Regions from separate parts of the Ovis aries genome. Here region 2 is linked to region 1. A link is a contact called in public Hi-C data. All regions are on one chromosome and are shown on one strand. Each heading gives the region's core, a stretch centred on a gene start, on an enhancer-like site or on the middle of the called end of the contact. The rest is flanking DNA. Distances are from core to core; before and after follow the strand shown. Region 1 has its middle 74 kb from the start of USP24. Region 2 has its middle 28 kb from the start of TRNAW-CCA.

Region 1 (3,013 bases), core at 378-2,877:
CAGGACAAGCAGAGTAAGCTCCTTTCTCTGGGAGCTCAGAGAAGGCTCTTAACTCAGGCTTGGAGCCTCATTCAAGAAGGGATCTGAAGAGCCACTCAGAGTGAAAGGTGGGGGATGGGAGGAAGAGGAAGAGGTAAGCAGGCACTAAGGAATCTGGGGCAAAGTGAGTGGGAAGGGTTTGGAGCCTCCGGCCAAGGCCAAGTTAGGAGCTCTAGCTGAAGGAGAAATAAGGGTTCCTAGGGCTGCCGTCTATGGGGTCACACAGAGTCGGACATGACTGAAGCGACTTAGCAGCAGCAGCAGCAGCAGGGCAAAGCTTTAAGATCTTGAGTTCTGTAAGAGCTGGTTTGGTTGGCTTGGTTTTAGGGTTCAAGCTTGGGGAAGGGCATATGCAGTTCAACAAGAGATGAAGCAAACAGAGCCACCCACAGTCTCTGAATCACTGTCAGCTGGGTAGACCTACCATAGGATCTTCAGGGAAGCCCCTATATGCATCTGAGGTATTCTAGGTGGGGAGTAATGAGAGATGATGGGTTGACGATCTATTTAAGAGATAGAGCTGGACTTGGTGACTGCTGGGAAGAGAGGAGTTGAAGCTAATATCCAGCTTTTCAGTTCAGGGGTTTTGGATGGATGGTTCTGCCATTCGCTCACAGAGGGGATTTAAGATGAGCAGTACTCCAGGGCAGGTAGGAAAATGAGTCTGGGTTGATGAATCTTGGATTTGAAGGTCGTTCAATACCTGGCTCCATTTTCCACATGGATCACCAGAGAACACAACTCTAGAAGTGTCCTTAAGTTCAGTCCTTTTGGTTATTGCCTGTGAAGGGTGTACAGAAGCCCAAATGATTGGCCAAAACACAAATTGGAACATGACGGGGGACTACATATTCCTGGAGGAAGGGGAGAGATATTGAGTAAGAACCAGATTGAGTATGTATCATTCATTAAGTCATTCAATCTCAAAAGAATTGTGTAAAGCAGATATTTGGATGCCCATTTTGCAAGAAAGAAAACAAAAGCTCAGTAAGCATAAGTAATTTTCCTGAGGTCACTGAGACAGTGAACAGAGGTTTGACGGGCCCCCTGGGGCATCCCATAAGAGAAGGCCAGTGGGCTGGTGGCCATTTGAGTCTGGATCTCATGAGTGTGGCTAGAGCTGGAGAGGAGTAAATGAGAGGAGAAACAGGGCAAGACTGAATTCTGGGGAGCACAGATAATTATAGGATGGAGGGACAAAGCAGGGCCCATGTAGCTCCTTTGGGTTACCCCAGCCCCCAACAACAAGCCTCCCTTCCTGTTTAGGGTACAGCCATACAATGCCTGGATGATTTCTTTAGCTTCAGCTTTATTTCCCTTAGACTAGCTGTTGGCTGAGGCCCAAACATGCTCCCTTTCTGAGACCACCTAAGCTGGGATAACTCCACCAAGGCAAGTCCAGTTCTGCATTGGGACCCTGCTCTCCTAAGGCTCCCTATCTAAGGTTTGGTTTTCCAGCGCCCCTGCTTCAGCCTCAGTTGTGGAACTGGAGTTTGTGGTAAAGCTTCTGGCTGTAGAATTCATTATGGGCCTCCACTCTCCTCCTCAGGCAGCCCACTGACAGTCTGACTCAGGCGTGAGTTCACACTTGGGGAATTTTAATAAATGTTGAGCATCCCAGCCAACCCAGATTTCTCTGTTTCTGTGCCAATGGCTTCTCTAAGGTGATCCCTTCCCATTTGTCATCTTCTGTGCCAGACTTCCTCTGGCCTTTTAATTAAAGCCCCTCCCCAAAGAAGAAAGCATTTGGAAGGTGTGGTGAACGCTCCTTTAAGCTAATTGACCAATGTGTCTGAACATTCATGTGGTTTTGTTTAAAGAGTCTGACCTAGGTCAGAAACATTTGTTTTCTGTAGGGTTCATTTTTTTTTCTTCTTCTTCTTGAAATTTCCATGGAACTTTTTTTTTTTTTTTTCAGATTGATCTGAGCCAAATATTCTCCTAACTTGCTTAAATTGTCACAGATGATCTTCTGGCAACATAATACCATCGACCCATCTGATTTGGTGTTAGAGGCTGCAGAATGATCAGGTTCCATAAAAACCACCCAAAGGACTTCCCTCTGCCCTTATGAAAGCATTACCTGGACATTGCCCTTCATGCCAGAAGCTACTATGATCCTAGTTGGATCATTTGACCACTGCGCTACCCTACCTGTGCTTTTCCTGGAGTGACCTGGTGGGCTCACTAGGAGATGAATCCTCCAGTCACCCTGGACTCCTCTTTCTTTCTCAAATTCCACATTCAATCAGCTACAGGCCTGGGTGATTTGGCCAGTATATATTTATTAAGAGTGGACTCTATGACAGGGATTATGTTTCAACACTGGGAGAACAGTGGCAAACCAGGCGGAAGCAGTGCCCACAGTCCTAGAGATTTCACTTCACAAGGAAAGTGCTGAAACAAGCAATTACAATCAAGAGGGGCAAGTCTTAGGTTAGGGCTACACCACTGTAATCTTCCATTCAGCTTAGGATAAATAAAGTCATCAATGTAAAGTTAGCTTTAAATTGCAAAGGTCTTACACAAACATTGGTCATTCATTAATCTTACCAATGAGTTCTTAGAATCTACTCTCAAAGGATGTGAAAAGAAAGAAGGAAAGGTTACAAGCTTTGGGTTAGTGAGAGCCACACAAGGAGGTGAAAGGCAAAAGCCAACAGTCAGAAAAAGTAGGGCAGGATAATCAGCTCCAGGACTGAAGAAAGTCCATTTTCTCAAACTGCAGAGTCACTTGTCTCTGTGGTAAAAGGGAATTTCTGAACCATGAAGCGGGAAGGAGGCCACTGAGGTCCCTTAACCCATTGCCTTTTCTCCCCATTCTTTACTTCCCACCCAGGAGGCCACTGTTGAGGAAACTGGGTCCGCAGATGAGAAGGGACCAGCTGAGGTCCCACAGTGAACCCATGACAGGCACAGGCTGGAACCTGGGCCTCCTGACTCCTGCTCCAACTCCAGGCACATATTGAGGGCA
Region 2 (3,013 bases), core at 372-2,871, 170 kb after region 1:
GAGAAGCTGTGATCATCTACACAGACACAGATAGCCTCCTGCTGTGTGCCTTACTCTGAGAGGTCCACCCTCAGGCCTCCTTGACACCATCCTTTAATCTTGTTCTTTTCAATACCCACCTACCTGGGCATCTTGATCACCTTGGGCCTCCTCAGTAAGCTCCAGGTTATTACCTGGTGTAAACTCTGCAACTTGGTGAGAGGGGTGTCTACTTTGGCTGTTCAGATGCCACTTAGTTTAGGATCTAATGAATGGAAAACTCGGAGGTAAACAACAGATTCTCTTTTCTCCTTACCGGTTGAGTTTCCCATCCTAGCAGCTGGGTTTTCAGAAAGGGCAGAAGGCCAACTACAAGGAAAGCTCCAGGCAGCCCAGCAGGAGAAGAGGTGAGTCATTTACTTCTTGAGGAATTCGGTTCGGTCATGTCCCATTAATCTGGCTTCATCAGGAAATGAGCTGTGTCACTTAAGTCAATTTTCCAATAACCCTTTCATATGCAAAATTTTTATGTAATCATTTTGGGTAGAAGTCTTTCTAAACCAGTTGCATGCTTCTCTGCCTATTTCAGTGGAGGACCCTGCCCATTTTCTCACTTGCTTATGCTCTTTGGGGGCTGTATGACAAGGTAGACAAGAAAGAGCTCTGGAGTCAGATCTGAGCTTGAATTCCAGCTTTGCCATTTTTGTCTCTGGGCTCCAGGGACCTCAAATGCCTACAGGTTTAAGTACCTTGGCTCTGATCATCTAGCTAGAAATCTGTATCCCTCAGGATCATTGTGAGGGTCAAGCACACAACAAAAGGGAAGGTTTGATGCTGTCAAAACACCTAACACATTTTAGCTACTTAATAATAAATGTTACTTCTTGGGAGTGGGTTTGTTTCTTGTTCGGCAATTTTCTTACCATCTCAACTTGCTATGTCTAGACTGCAGAGGGTCACCTATGCACTTCAAGGGTTATGTCTTTTTCACTCTATCTCCAGCTGCCTAGGGCCTAGCACAAAGTTGGACACAGTATAGGGGTTGGAATGTCTTTCTTTCCATCACACAGAAGCGTGCCAGCTCCTCAGGGGAAATGAAGCTTCTCCTGATGTAAGTTCTACAGCCAATTTGGCATGTGAAGGTCTTGGGCCAGGTAGCAGTTCTGTAGACTTGGGCTCTCCAAGTCTCTGGAATGCAACAGTCAAGTTCTATCTCCAATGCTGTCCGCGAGGTTTTCTGTTTAAGAAGTGCAAATGCATCACTGCTCAATACTGAAAGAAAAAGGAGGAATAATTTTCTTATTAAGCTATTCACAAGCTCCCAGAACTGTAAATAAAGACCATGGAAATTTCCTATTCTACATTCTCCCCCATCACACACACACACACACACACACACACACACACACACACACACATGCATCCTTCCCCTCAGAACCACTATTGTCCTTCACGCAATTGGTAAGTCATGAACAGCAAGTGGGAAATTAGGAGTGAGGGTTATGCCATATAAATTTCTTTTTAAATTTTAAGTTCCTGGAGCCAAGACCAAAGCCACATATTGACAAGGGTAGGGCATGCCTCTGACAGCAACTTCCTGCTAGGCTTCTAGGATGCTGATTCATCTTCTTGTGCAATGAAGACCTCTCCAGAGAGAAAGGAAGGGGAGGGAAGGGAAGCAAAGGAGCACTCTCACTTATAAACACTTAGTATGTGTGAGGCTGTATATATGCTGTTCACTTAATGCTGACAGTCACTTTGTGTGGTAGATATTATCATCCACTTCTTTCAGACCAGGTGAACAGTTTGAGAAGCTGAGTAATTTGCCCAAGTTATGAGAGCTGATACAGGAAGAGTTCTATTTGGTGGATGCTAGAATGTTAGACTAGACATCTGCCTTGAAATACTCTGTCCCAATACCCCACCCCACCCCAGGCCCCAGAAGCCTAGAAAAAGGAAGTAAATATGAAAACTCTGGTATAGGTTATTAAAAATTTTTTTTGATAGAATCTTAAGCATAGTATACCAGAATACAAGAATGACAGTTGTCATTTTTTCAAATATAGAACATTTTATGAGTTACAAGTGTTTTACAATCCCTCCTCTCTTTTCCTCTCTAGTCCTTTCTTGGACAGCAGCTCCATGCTGTTTCTGTCACATGAGTTCTGTGGCTTCAGCTTTACCATTAAAATGGGCATAATGACTTGTGCATTAGCTCTGGTCCCTCTGCTATATGCTCTTTTGGTACCTGAAGCTTAGTAAAGTTATAACTAAGTAATTATTAATGTTTGTGTAACTGTGTGTTTACCTGTCTCTTCTGTGGAGATCTCTTAGATCTTGCTTCCCATTCCGTCTCTAGCTTTTGTGTTATAGGGACCTTAGCCACAAAACTAGGACTCGAATCTGAGTATAAGGATTTCTGCCAGGAGGAAGTAGGAAGTGGAAATGATACATTTAAAACTATTAGATAAAATTATAAGCATCTATTGTTTGAATTCAACTGTGTGATGCTAGTGAAGGTCTGTGAACCCAGGGTGCACAGCTGATGCATGGGCAGGCTGCCCATACCTGCTCCAGTGGGTGGGGTTGGGAGGATTTGGTGCTGACTCAATAGTCCTTAATTTGGTTGGAGTGTGGGGGAGGGTAAAGAGAGTGGTGGTTGGAGTCTGGAAAGCACATGAACAAGTTTTGTTTCATTGGCAAATTTCACTGGAATACTTTTTTTTTTTTTTCTTCTCCATGTGACTGGTAACACTTGAGAAATCCTGTTTTGAAGGAAATCACTGGTAGTCAGAGGGCTCGACCCTTGACTTTTCCCATCCAAAAAATGGCCTGGTTAAGGCTAATAGAGATGGTGATGCTGTTGCTGTCTAAGGAAAAGCAAAGAATATGTCCACTGTGTGATTCTGGGGAGGCTAGGTTGATGAGCTAGCTAGATTTTGCCAAGGAATCAGCCAAATTCTCTTACGATGTCTTTGTACAACATCTGTGGAACGCTCTTGATAGGTTATTTAGCATCTCAGCTCCAGTAGGA

What was found. A called contact is a pair of places that touch in the nucleus more often than the background predicts.
Region 2: a contact with region 1 is called in a Hi-C map of skin fibroblasts, with 2.5 times the contacts expected there. The contact joins two enhancer-like sites. A contact is called at or near these places in 2 of 16 Hi-C or Micro-C datasets (skin fibroblasts and tail adipose tissue).

The regions. Positions count from the first base shown.
Region 1 is chr1:29,661,859-29,664,871 of ARS-UI_Ramb_v3.0, forward strand. No RefSeq gene overlaps it. Among named protein-coding and RNA genes, the nearest start is that of USP24, 74 kb to the left of the region's middle. Within about 2 kb of position 1,628, at least 3 of the 54 cell types and tissues checked have an H3K27ac peak or open chromatin away from gene starts, as enhancers often do.
Region 2 is chr1:29,827,375-29,830,387 of ARS-UI_Ramb_v3.0, forward strand. No RefSeq gene overlaps it. Among named protein-coding and RNA genes, the nearest start is that of TRNAW-CCA, 28 kb to the right of the region's middle. Within about 2 kb of position 1,622, at least 14 of the 54 cell types and tissues checked have an H3K27ac peak or open chromatin away from gene starts, as enhancers often do.